2 separate regions of the Mus musculus genome follow, and region 1 is linked to region 2. The links are chromatin contacts, called in public ChIA-PET maps. All regions are on one chromosome and are shown on one strand. Each heading gives the region's core, a stretch centred on a gene start, on an enhancer-like site or on the middle of the called end of the contact. The rest is flanking DNA. Distances are from core to core; before and after follow the strand shown. Region 1 overlaps Ubr2 (ubiquitin protein ligase E3 component n-recognin 2). Region 2 holds the start of Cnpy3 (canopy FGF signaling regulator 3).

Region 1 (6,886 bases), core at 48-2,547, 210 kb before region 2:
TGTGAAATGCAGGCGAGAGATGTTCGACAAGGACATAGTGATGCTTCAGGTAATGAGTTAAAAACCCTGACTTCAGGGCTGTGGGGAGGCCTGGTCTTGTTTTACTGAGTCAGTCACCTAACACTCACTTGCAGATCTCTGAATCCTACCTGCTCTGTCTACTAACACTCCCCACTCAAGGCCAACAGCCTGCAGAATGCTTCCCCCAGTCTCCAGATCAGGGTCAGACTCAGCATGCCAGATGCAGCTGCTACAGTCAGACAGACAGCTGGCTAGACAGACAGACAGACAGCTCAGTGCTTAAGAGCTTTGCTGCTCATAAAGGAGCCGAGTTCTTTTTCCAGCACCACAGCAGGCAGCCACAACCACGGGGACTCCAGCTCCTTTCTGGTCTCTGTAGGCACAGCACTCATGTGGCAGACACTGGCACGCATAACCGTAAATTCTAAAAAATAAACAGACTGGCTTGGTGGTGCACGCAGAGACAGGCAGATCTCTGAGTTCGAAGGCAGTGTGCTTACATAGTGAGACCCTGACTCAACAGACTTAATAGCAGCAGCAGCACCAAAAGATAGGTGCTATGGATATGGTCCAGCACTGGCTGCTCTTCCAGAGAACTCTACTTCAGTTCCTAGCTGTTGAGTCCAGTTTGATTTAGAACTTTTAAAAATGGCATTAAGAGAAAAGAAGCTATCGTTTTATGTAATGGAGTGCTTACCACAAAAGGGTCTCAGTAACAGAATACGTATGTACATACTAGGGGCTTAATTGATATTCCTCTCAGTTCCTAGTAGGCAGTGAACTCTGATAGGAAACTGCAGCGAAATTCATAGCCGTGTCCTTCAGTGGACTGAGACAGGAAAGGAGCCGAACTGCCTGTGTGGTTCTCCTGGGGTTCAGTTTTAAGGGAGGTTTCTTTGTGTGGATTGTTTGACCTGCTTAGATTCCTGTCCCCTCTTGGCAGCCACATGATATAGGGTGTGGCTAAGTAGGTGTCCATTTTTTCTTCAAATTGGTGGTCAAATAAGCTGTTTTCTTGTGCAACCTTAAACATCTCTCACTAACACTGAGTGTCCCTTCTGACCTTCCTCTTCTCCTTTGTCTCAAACAAACAAAAAAGACAGGTGTCTCCATGATGGACCCAAACCACTTCCTGATGATCATGCTCAGCCGCTTTGAACTCTATCAGCTCTTCAGCACGCCTGACTATGGGAAGAGATTCAGTTCTGAGGTTACCCATAAGGTAAGAGCCTGTGTCACAACGCCCACGTGTCCTGTATGTGTGAGGGACAGCAGTGGGCGTGTTCTCACCTCTGCACTTGCCCCTCCTCCCACAGGACGTCGTTCAGCAGAACAACACTCTGATCGAAGAGATGCTCTACCTCATCATCATGCTTGTGGGTGAGTGCACACCGCCTTGATGTGGGCCTGGCGATGGCAGCAGGGCGCTGAGCTTGCTCGATCAGTCATGGGAAGAGAACGGGCACACAGCCCTTCACACACACACACCCCAGAAAGAGGAAGGGGTGCAATGGCCGAAACAGATGAACTGAAAGGCTGTATTTGGGCCAAGGGTGGAGGGAGACTGGCACAGCTTGGGAACACATTGTGAGCAGAGAGTTGCTAGGACTAAAATCTTCGCTTTGTTTCTTCTCTCTTGGTTCTTGGTTTAAATGTCTTCTTGACTCCAAAGACAGCAACCACAGGTTAATGAAGACCAGTGACTCAGAGACGTCTGTTTATTACCTACGTCTCCTGTTCGCTTGGCCCTGCTTTCCCAGTTCTTTGATCCCTTCTGCTCTGTCATTCCCCCACTGTTCAGACCTTCTGTGGCCGTAAAGTAGCCAATCCAGTGGGCAGAGGTGGCCCTAATGAAGAGGGTCTCAGAGTGATACCAGCCTGTCCTAGACAGAAGCACAGAGGAGGAAAGGGTGTGACTTCCACTGGTCCCGTCGTACTTCTGGTCCTTCTCCAAAGCAGCCATGAAACCTTAAGTCGGTGCATCAGACTCAGTATAAACGGGAACTGCTATTGCCTTCCAAACCAGCCTTTATTTTCCCACAGAGTGACCCAGACAGAGGATGGATTCTGTTGCAAGAACTGGAAATCTGTACACATAAGTACATGGGTCCATTAAATGTGTGCATCTACCTTTCATTTTGGACAGGAGAAAGATTCAACCCTGGGGTTGGACAGGTGGCTGCCACAGATGAAATCAAGAGGGAGATTATCCATCAGTTGAGCATCAAGCCTATGGCTCACAGTGAGCTGGTGAAGTCTCTGCCTGAAGATGTAAGTGTCCACAGTTAAGAAACCCGGAAGCTGCTCCTCCCCAGCAGTGTGTGCACTTCCCCCCTGGGTGCAAGCTACAGTTCTAAGATGGCTATTCCATCTGGAAAGGAGAACACTGGGAACAGTGACTAGGGAGCAGAGCTGAGCTAGAGAGAACTCTGAAGAATGTGGTGCTTAGAGCTAAGTGGTTTTGTCCACAGAGCAGGGGCATATTAGGGTCTGTCTGACCCCAAGGAGTGCAGGTGACGCTTTCACCTGAGGGAGGAGGTATCCACTCGAACTTGAGTAAACACACATTCTCAGGGCTTTTTCCTTACTCCAGTGCAGAAGAGTCTCTTGGTTGGTTGGTTGGTTGGTTGGTTGGTTTGGTTTTCATTTTAAAGAGGGTTTCTCTGTGTAGCCCTGACTGTCCTGAAACTTTCTCTGTAGTTCAGGCTGGCCTCAAACTTAGAGATCTGCCTGCCTCTGCCTCCCTGGGGCCAGGCTTAAAGGCATGCACCACTATCATCTGGTGGAAGAGTCTTTTTTATAAGATTGGAGTGACTAAAGCACTGGTATAAGGATATTCACAGGTTGAATTATAACTGGTTTTCCTCCCGAGGCCATTAGGCTCTCATCGACCTAACTTTCCGCTCTGGGGCTTCTCAGAATCTCAGCTCATGCAGCTGAGAAGGCCTGTTTTCATTAAGGCTCCTCAGTGCGTTTGCTTGTCACTTTACTTTTTGTTTTAAATTATGTGTATATGTGTCGATGTGTGGGTGTGTCCACCTGTGAGCACAGGTACCCAAAGAGCCCAGAAGACGGTATTGGATCCCTTGGGGCTGGAGTCATAGATATTGTGAACTAGAGCTATCTAATGTGGATGCTGGAAACCGAACTCAGGTCCTCTGGAAGAGCAATGGACGCTCTTAACTGCTGAGCTGTCTCTTCCTCTTCCTTGCAACATATTTTGCCCTAGTTGGAATAGATGAAGCCTTTAAACTTTTTTGCACACCCAGGACTGTGCAGTTCCAGGCCTTGATTAATTTGGTTGGCCTTGCTTGGTCCTATCATTCTGACATCTTTTTTGACACTAGTGCTTCAGCTGGGAAAGTGCCTCAGCTTTCTCTGGTGGTATTAGGGATGCTTCCTGGACCAAGGGTGTGGGTTAGAGAGACCCTTGCTCTCTGTGTTCAGTCCTGGCCTTCAGCTAGCTGTGTAATCTCCAGTCTTTAAGCACAGTGGCGAGCAGTGTTCTGTTCCAGGGGCAGTGAGGGTCATGGAACAAGCATACTGCTCAGACTTTGCAGTTGCTGTTCATACCCTGAGTACTTTGTTCTCTGTCCCTTCAGGAGAACAAGGAGACCGGCATGGAGAGCGTCATCGAGTCCGTTGCACATTTCAAGTGAGTTCATGACATGCGTTATGAAGTTTTATTTTAAACATGTATTTACTTTCTATGCACCTGTGCTCACTGCGGCGTATGTATACAAGTCAAAGGACAACTTGAAAAGTCAGTTCTCTTCTACAGTGTGTTCCAGTGATGGAACTCGGGCCAAACTGGACGGCAAGTGTCTTTTCCCACTGGGCCATCTTTCCAGCTTCCGAAATCACTTCTTAATGTGTTTCTTTTGATACAACTAAGGGCGAGCTGATGCTCTGAGGGTGGCAGGACTTTTCAAGTTTTAATTCTGGACTAGACTTCTCATTGGTGTTTAAGATCAGGCCGTGTGTGTGTGTGTATGTGTCTGTCTGTCTGTCTGTGTCTGTGTGTCTGTGTGTACATATCCGTGGAGCTAGAGTTAGCAGTCATGAACCACATGATGTGGGCGTTGAAGCTGTCCTCTGGAAAAGCAGCAAGTGCTCTTAACTGCTAAGCCACCTCCAGCCCCGGGGTAATTTTTCCTCCTGCTTTTCCTTGCTCTACACTGTAGCTGCAGTGTCTTTATGGATTCTAAAGATAAGATCGTGTATTCTACATGCTAGTACAGAAAGGTTAACACTACTTACACACCATGTTACAGCAGAACCGGTAACACCATGTGTACTCCATGTTAAAACAGAGAAGTTAACACTGTGTGTACTGGTGTCCCCTGGCTTAGAAATGCAGCAGTTTGGAAACCTGTTCGGTTGGGCTTCTGGGCTGTGTCTCCATTGCATTCACTTGCATAGTTTGGACTAGTTCACAGTGGAGGTGCTGACATATATGATGGCTCCTGCAGGGGCTTTTTTTGGATGTATAGTGTCAGGTCTACCCACAGAACAGTTTCAACTTGACACCCTAAAAATGTAGATGTGAGAGCTCTCGCCTGACTTGACCATCTAAGACTCTCGGCATGCGTGACTTTGCTAATGATACTCTTCCCACCAGGAAACCTGGGCTCACAGGGCGAGGCATGTATGAGCTGAAGCCAGAGTGTGCCAAAGAGTTCAACCTGTATTTTTATCATTTCTCCAGGGCAGAGCAGTCCAAGGTAAGGGGGAGCTCAGAGCAGTGGGAGGTGCTAAGTGTGTTTTCCTTATGAGGAGCAAGCTTTCACAAGTAACACAGCAACCCTGTCTAGCGTGGCAGGGCTCGCAGCACAGCGTCTGCGTGGATGAACACGGTCAGATGCACATAAACACTCCTGGCCTTATTTGCTTTGTTATCTCTCTATGCTGGGATCACACCGGGGCCCTCGCACGGGCCAGACGAGCACTGTACCGCTATGGTCCATCCCCGATTCATTTCTCTTGTCTTCTGACAGCAGAGTTCCACTGTGTGTCGTGACCAACTGGCCCGCTTGGCACACATTCAGCTTTGGACTGGCTGGTGTGCAGTGAGCCTTCATGCAGTTTTTCTAGTAACTTCAAAGACTTACATGTTGCAATCTCATTTTAACATATGTTTTTGATGAGTGGTGTAAAAAATAAAATGGTGAAGTATGTATTGTAATTCTTATCCGTATTACTTGGTCTTTCATTAGGCAGAGGAAGCTCAGCGGAAATTGAAAAGAGAAAATAAAGAAGATACAGGTATTTTCATCTTCTTTCCAAAAGCCCACATCAGTCTCTTACTGAAAAAAGATGTTCTCTTTGCCATGGTGACTCTCCAAAGTGAGGTGGAAGAACAGTCTCCTGTTCTGAGAAATAGCAAGTGCAGCAGTTTGAAGATGTCTGCACATTGGAAACGGTTGTTTCCTCCACAGACATCTGGAAATGGCTCTGCACTGGCCTGACTTGTCCAGTGTCTGCCTGCAGGGGCCTCAGTGTCCCCCTCCACTCCCTTCATTCCAAGAGGTGCTGCTTGTGCTCTGGTAAAGGGTTTCAGGACCTGGAAGCTGGGCCCAAGAATAGTTTTCAGCCCCCTTCCATCCCTCCCAGCTCGTCTGTGTCCTAATTGTCTCACAGACAGGAGAGAAGGGTGGCCTGGGAAAGCACAGCATGGGAGCCTGCGGGCTAGGGAGGAGGCTCTGCAGACTGAGTGCTTTCTGCCCAGGCGTGAGGAGTTTGGATCCCCAGAAGACATGTGAAAAATGGGGTGGGTATGGTGGCCCACCAGTCAGCAGGAGGCCAACAAAGGCAGGGACACCAGAGCAAACCAGCTAGCTGAGTGGCCAAGCATCAGCAGGTCCAGCCTTGGTCTCTCTATATTGCTTTTCACAAAGTAATCAAGGGAGACAACTCAAGGTCAACCTCTTGCCTCCACAGACGTGTGCAACCACACATGTGCCTGCCCACACACACACACACACACACACACACACACACAAAACGTACACACTGGGTGAGAAGGAAGTCTGTACCAAGTCACACTGTGTGGTCAACGGTTTTCTGTCAGTCTTGAGACATTGTGGGAGATAAGAGAGGCTCTTACATGTAGGTGGGGTTGTGGGTATTTTCTTTTTTAATATGCAGCTGTTCTTGTGCATTTGAATAGACAGTGGAACTAGAAGATAGAAAATGTCCTTTAGTGACATCAGAAGTGCCTAACAAGATGCTAGAGAAATGGCTCAGCAGTTGAGAGTTCTGGCTGCTCTCTCAGGCCCTCTGCCCCTTTTCTCTCTCTGCCCCCTTCTCACTCTCTCCCTTTCCCCTCCTCCCTCTCTCTCCTCTCGCTTCCTCTGCCTCTACTTCTTTCTCAACTCCCCTTTCCATGCCCCCAAATAAACTCTATTCTTTACTTAAAAAAAAAAAAAGAAAAAGAGTACTGGCTGCTCCTTTAGAGGACCCAGCTCACAACTGTCTATAATTCCAGTTCCAGGGGATCCCACACCCTCAAACAGACAGACAGAAAAAAAAATCCACATTAAATACATACATACATACATACATACATACATACATACATATATACATACATACATACATACATCTTTTTAAAAAGAAGTTCCTAACAAGCCAGGTGTGAGGCTGACACCTTTAATCCCACAGAGGAGGCAGAGGCGGGGGCCACTGCATTGGAGGCCAGGCTGGTCTGCATAGCAGAGAGAGACGGTTCCTTTAAACATGTCCTCCTTCGTTCCCAGCACTCCCTCCTCCGGCTTTGCCACCGTTCTGCCCTTTGTTCGCGAGTCTGGTTAACATCTTGCAGTGTGACGTCATGCTGTACATCATGGGAACGATCCTGCAGTGG
Region 2 (6,124 bases), core at 1,724-4,223:
TACTGCTGTGAAGAGACACCATGACCAAGGCAACTCTTATAAAGGAAAACATTTAACTGGGGCTGGTTTACAGTTCAGAGGTTTAGTCCATCGTTATGGCAGCATGCAAGCAGATAGGGTGCTAGAGAGGTCGCTAAGAGTCCTACAGGAGGTACTTGAGAGTTCCACATCTGCATCTGCAGGCAACAGGAAGAGAGAGTGGGCCACTAGGTCTGGCTTGAGCTTCTGAAACCTCAGAGCGCACCCTCTAGTGACACACCTCCTCCAACAAAGCCACACCTCCTAATAGTGCCACTCCCCATGGACCTATGGGGGCCATTTTTTCCACCACTTTTGGCTCTGTTGGTTTTCTCTCATTCCCTAAAGAAAGCTCTTGCATGGAGATCCCACAGGGAAGAGGGAGAGAGGGATTTACTTCCATTCACACATACCCGTGTGTGTCTGTGGACGTGAGAGTAGGTGCCCATGGAAGCCAGAGGTGGAGTTGGAGTTATAGATGGTTGTGAGCCACTTAATGTGGGTGTTGGGTACCCAATAACTCTGTAAGAGATGAACCTCTGATCTGCAAGCCATCTCCAGTAAAGTGTTTTCCTTTATAAGAGTTGCCTTGGTCACGGTGTCTGTTCACAGCAGCAAAACCCTAATGAAGACAGCAAACCTCTGTAGCTCCTGGCTCCTTGCTGATGTTGCCGATTCCTTGTATCAGTCTTCCTTTCTTCCTCCTTTCTCTCCTTCCTTCTTCCTCTCCCTTCTCCATCCTTCTTCCCTCTCCTACCCTTTGTCCTCTTCTGCATTTTCTTCTACTTCTGCTTCTTCAAGACTGAATCTTGCTACATCGGTCTGGCTGGCCTCAAACTCACAGAGAGCTTCTTGCCTCTGCCTCCTGAGTGCTGAATATCCATATACGTAGTAGAGAGGCAGGGTCTCTTCATTTGAACTTTGAATTCTTAACTAAATCTAGAGCGTCTGTGCCTTGGTCATGGTGTCTGTTCACAGCAGCAAAACCCAGCCCCCCCCCCCCTGCTCCCCTATGGCCTGGCCACTCTCCTGCCTCAAAAGGCTGAGAATGGGTGTGTGGGTGTTATGGCCCTTAGAGGAGTTTGAGGGATGGGGCTTACTGACACAACTGCTTTAAACTAGACACCACTGACTACAAAGGACAGGCTGGGCATGGAAGTCTTCGTAAGGGCAGCAAATCCACCCAGACCTGGAAAGAAACTCAATGGAAACGGAGCTTTCTGGACAACGCTGCAGTTGCTAACAGCTTCCCAGAGTTGAGCTCAAGGCAGTTTAAAGGAAACCTGAGGAGTCAGAGAGTCCCCCTAGGACCAAGGCTGGCCTTGAACTCTTCATCCTTCTGCTTCTCCCAAAAGCTATGGTCTTTCTTTCTGCCTTCACCTTCTCTGGTGTGATGGAGCCGCACCATCCCACCTGACTGATATTGCCCACTTTTTATCTCCTGCCAGATTGAGTCCAGAACCTCATGCACACGAGGCAGCCCCTCTGTAGCTAAGGAAGGTCTGTGTTCAGCCAGGGAGCCCTCAGCAAGGATCTCTTAGCTCAAGTCCCCTGATGCTGCAGAGGCAGGAGAGAAGTGTAAATGTCCAATGCCAGGTTCCTGCCTTTTAGGAGCTCAGAATCCAAACAAATAACAAAAGAGATTGGAATACCATACAAAAAATGCTGGGATGTTTATCCATCTGTCCCACATACTTCAAGGTGGTTTTGTTTTGTTTTGTAGATATGGCCTCAAGTAGCTCAGGCTATATCTCCCTCCCCCTCACTATATAGCCAATGACAGGTTTATGCCAGCCTGGAGATGGATCACCAGGGATTTGCACATGGTAGTCAAGTGCTAGGCAAAGATCTCCCAGTGAGCAACATCCCTAAAACTAGGGATTTCTTTTTTAATTCCATTAATTCATGAATTATTGATTTGAGCTTCCCAACAGGCAAACCTCGAGATGTAGGAGGATCACTCTTTGTTTGTTTTTCGAGACAGAGTTTCTCTGTGCAGCCCTGGCTGTCCTGGAACTCACTTTGTAGACCAGGCTGGCCTCGAACTCAGAAATCTGCCTGCCTCTGCCTCCCGAGTGCTGGGATTAAAGTCGTGTGACCATGCCCGGCTAAGAGGATCACTCTTATCTGTTTATTAATCTAGTTTTCATAAGGAGAAACGCAATTACTGGATATCTGGGCTGTTGTGAGGCCCTAAGTATCTATTCGAGTGAGTGGCTGCAATAATAAGCCTTAAAAGCCGGTGTCTAGTGAGTGCTTGCAACTTTATAAAGAAAGCCATGGTTAGGGTTGATGAGTTAGGTTAGTGACTAAAGAGGGCCACCATTAAGCCTTAAGGATCCAAGTTTGAGGTCCAGAACCAACATGGTGGAAGGAGGCAACTGATTCCAGTCGTCTTCCAACCCAAAATAAATATATAAAGACTTTTTTATTAACACCTTAATGGGGGTGGGGGTGCGGGGAGAGGACCACGAGGCCCGGTGTGGAGGTGCACTTAGAGGCAGCTGGATTTCTGAATTCGAGGCCGGCCTGGTCCACGCAGTAAATTCCAGGACAGCCAAGGATACAAAGAAACCCTGTCTCGAAGAACAAAAGACAGAAAACAAGAAACAAAACCATGAAAGATAGTCCGTTATCCAGGGCTAGAATGCCCAAGGCTGGTTCATCCAAGGTATGATGAAGGTTCACCCGCTAGGAACTGATGCTCCAGCTACTGAGCCTCCTTTAGCTGGCAGTGATATCGCTATAGGGCGCCAAAGCCACCATCCGCTCTCTGATTGGCTGAGATGGGAAAAAAAAAAGATAGTTCCTCTCATTGGCTATAAAGCAGACGCCGAGCGAACCCATTGGTTGCGTCGCCCGCGGGCCTTGGTCGGTTTCGCAAGCCGCTAGAGGCTACCGGGCGTGGGGCGGGCCGGAGCTCGCCGTTGCCGTGGTTACCCAGAGGCACGTGCGCAGTCCCGGAAGCGGCCGGGGGAAGCTGCTCCGCGCGCGCTGCCGGAGGAAGCGCCGCCGGGTCCGCTCTGCTCTGGGTCCGGCTGGGCCATGGAGTCCATGTCTGAGCTCGCGCCCCGCTGCCTCTTATTTCCTTTGCTGCTGCTGCTTCCGCTGCTGCTCCTTCCTGCCCCGAAGCTAGGCCCGAGTCCCGCCGGGGCTGAGGAGACCGACTGGGTGCGATTGCCCAGCAAATGCGAAGGTGAGGGGGCGGGGCCGCGGGGCGTAGCCAAGCCCGAGGGGCGGGAGGGGGCGGGGCCTGTGGGAAGGGTCTGGGCCTGGCAGGACCTGGGCTGGGGTCTCCTTGGCCCTGCTGTGTGCTTTGCGGCAATGCTGGGTGCTGTGACTCTCGGATAACCTGGAGATCCCTGCTTTTGGGCGAATCCGGGGGTAGTTGCTCATCAAGACTAGAGGTGGGGGTGGAGGGAAGGCTTCATACAGGAAGCCTGCTGCGAAATGAAGAGTTGGCCAGGGAAAGCATGGCGTGCAGAGGAACTCACTCCGCAGAAACCACAGAAACAGAGGCAGATGAGGAGGCCCTGCCGGCCTAGAAGCCAGAGGGCGAATTTGAGGAACTGAAAAGGTCCATATGACGTAGAAAAGGGAACCTGAAAATTTTCCCGTGGTGCTTTCACTACAACCTAATTTGTGTATGGTTTTGGCTTCTTGAGAACAGGTACTGAGTTGCAAATATTTATTGGCAGACCAAAAAAAAAAAGGGGGGGGGCTTTACATAGGATTATATGGAGGGGCGGTGAGTGTATGTGGAGAGAAGAGACTCACACTCAAAGGATCAAGAGGTCACTTTTTTGAAAGCATCGAGCGCAGAGGAGACTGAAGTGAAGGAGGTAGATTTTAAAAATCGAAGGACAAGGAACTGAGACCTCTCTTTTGCCCTGCTCATCATTGCTCAGTTTCCTCTCAGACCTTTGCAGCCATCGACCTTCTTTCTAAGTCCTCGAAGGCCCCCCTCCCCCGAGTATTCTGGATATCCATTTTATGCACCAAGCAGATGTACACAGGCCAGATGTTCCCTAAGCACTGGATGCTGGGCTGGTGGTTTGGGACACATTAATCCTCCCATTTGAGCTGTTAAATGTGTGGCGAATGGGGGCAGGGGACTCGGCTCAGTGGGTAGAGTGATTGCCAGAGGATCTGAGTTCAGATCCCCAAGACAGATATAAAAAGCCAGACGCTGCAATGTTTGTGCACCCCTGATCCCCGCACCTCCGCACCTAAAGAGATGCACAGGAGACCAGCCAGTCCAACCAAATGATCACGCTCCAGGTTCAAGTGAGAAACCTTGTCTGAAAAACAAAAGATGAAGAACAGTATCAGAAAGGAACTCTGGCCTCCATGTGCATATCCACATATCCACACACGTGTGTGCACACACACACTGTAACTACATAGGACTTTTTGTTTTTAAGTGAGACTCCCTAGAGTTAATGTGAGTTCACTGGAAGATACCTGTTAAAAGGTCTCACCTGTTCTAGGATGGTCCCTTACCTCCCCACCAGTCCTGGGCTTTTGTTTTCTTTGTTTTGTTTCTTTTCTTTTCTTTTACTCTTTCAAGACAAGGTTTCTCTGTGTAGCCCTGGCAATCCTGGAACTTGCATTGCAGACCAGGCTGGCCTCAATCTCAGAAATCTGCCTGCCTCTGCTTTCCAAGTGCTGGGATTAAAGGCGTGCGCCACCACTGCCCGGCTTCTTTTAAAGTTTTGTAAGGTTTTTATTTATGTATTTTTGTATACGAGTGCTCTATTTGCATAAGTGCCTCATGATGGAAGAGGGCATCAGACAGATGAGAGCATCAGATCTCATTACAGGTGGTTGTGAGCCACCAAGTGGGTGTTGGGAATTGAACTCGGGACCTCTGGAAGAACAGCCAGGACTCTCAAAGCTGAGCCATTGCCCCAGCCCCCATCTTTCTCCTTTTCTTTTTTCTTTTGGTTTTTCGAGACAGGGTTTCTCTGTGTAGCCCTGGCTCTCCTGGAACTCACTTTGTAGACCAGGCTGGCCTCGAACTCAGAAATCCGCCTGCCTCTGCCTCCTGAGTGCTGGGATTAAAGGCATGTGCCACCACGCCTGTCTCTTTCTCCTTTTCTTAATCACAGCCCAGGAAGCTCCTTTCTTTTCCTTAGGAGACATCCATAGATGCAGAGTCATAGAGCTGGCAAGGCTCTTATAGCCCATTGAGGCCTAAACTCATTTTGTAATCAGTAGAGATTATTTTCAGTCACGGAGTGATTTGGCAAACTTTGACTCTTAGGCACCTCTTAATACTTTATTTATTTATGTTTATTAGTATTGCATCTTTATTATTAATTGCTGATTATTTCTGGCTCACAGAGCCTGCCTTCAGGCTTAGTAGTCTTAAGTGGAACAGGCCTCAGCACAGAGAATGGAGAACCTGCCCAGAGAAAGTGGGTGGTAGTCCATGGGGGTCTGGGGTCTATGCCATGAGTCTCCCACAAGTCTGCTTTATGTCTAAACTGGATCTTATAGGGATAATGGTTCCCTGAGAGGCCCAGGGAAGGCAGGACTTTCTTGAGGATATTTAATGCAGTGTCGGGAGACAGGGTCAGAGAAGCCTCTAGAGGGTTTTCCCAGAGCCAGGGGCACATCACGCCCTGAGAGTGGTAGCCTCCTTTTTAGTTGCTGTCACGCCTTTCTCTTTCACTCTGAGCATCAGGACAGGTGGAGCTTAGTCACCATCCTCCTGTCCCCAGTGCTCAGCACAGGCCTCGTCTCAGTGACTGCTTGAGGAGGGGAGGGAGAAGTAAGAGGACGCTTGCACACAAACAGTGAGCCTCTCTGGAGCACATTAACTTGGCAGCCAGAGAGAATTGGTAGGAAACACATGAAGTCAAGAAATAAGACAGCCAGCTGGGCATGGTGGCGCACGCCTTTAATCCCAGCACTTGGGAGGCAGAGGCAGGCGGATTTCTGAGTTCGAGGCCAACCTAGTCTACAAAGTGAGTTCCAGATCAGCCAGAGCTATACAGAAAAACCCTGTCTCAAAAAAACAAAAAGCGGGGCTGGTGAGATGGCTCAGCAGTTAAGAGCGCTGACTGCTCTTCCAAGGTCCTGAGTTCAAATCCCAGCAACC

The links. ChIA-PET counts read pairs in DNA pulled down with a chosen protein or histone mark.
Region 1: an RNA polymerase II ChIA-PET map of effector CD8 T cells shows a contact between it and region 2, with 7 read pairs. The contact joins the enhancer-like site here to the promoter of Cnpy3 in region 2. A contact is called at or near these places in 1 of 39 promoter capture datasets (hematopoietic stem and progenitor cells), 1 of 115 datasets of contacts at active chromatin or transcription factors (effector CD8 T cells) and 2 of 9 other capture datasets (embryonic stem cells and liver).

What each region holds. Positions count from the first base shown.
Region 1 is chr17:46,961,547-46,968,432 of GRCm38.p6, reverse strand. It overlaps Ubr2 (ubiquitin protein ligase E3 component n-recognin 2), which reads left to right. Exons shown (of 47, transcript NM_146078.3): 18 at 1-49; 19 at 1,121-1,243; 20 at 1,338-1,401; 21 at 2,168-2,292; 22 at 3,624-3,676; 23 at 4,643-4,745; 24 at 5,238-5,286; 25 at 6,780-6,886. Among named protein-coding and RNA genes, the nearest start is that of Ubr2, 46 kb to the left of the region's middle. Within about 2 kb of position 1,297, at least 24 of the 459 cell types and tissues checked have an H3K27ac peak or open chromatin away from gene starts, as enhancers often do. A contact at or near this core is called in effector CD8 T cells, where this site is marked.
Region 2 is chr17:46,749,063-46,755,186 of GRCm38.p6, reverse strand. It overlaps Cnpy3 (canopy FGF signaling regulator 3), which reads left to right and starts at 2,973. Exons shown (of 6, transcript NM_028065.4): 1 at 2,973-3,214. The coding sequence starts at 3,064.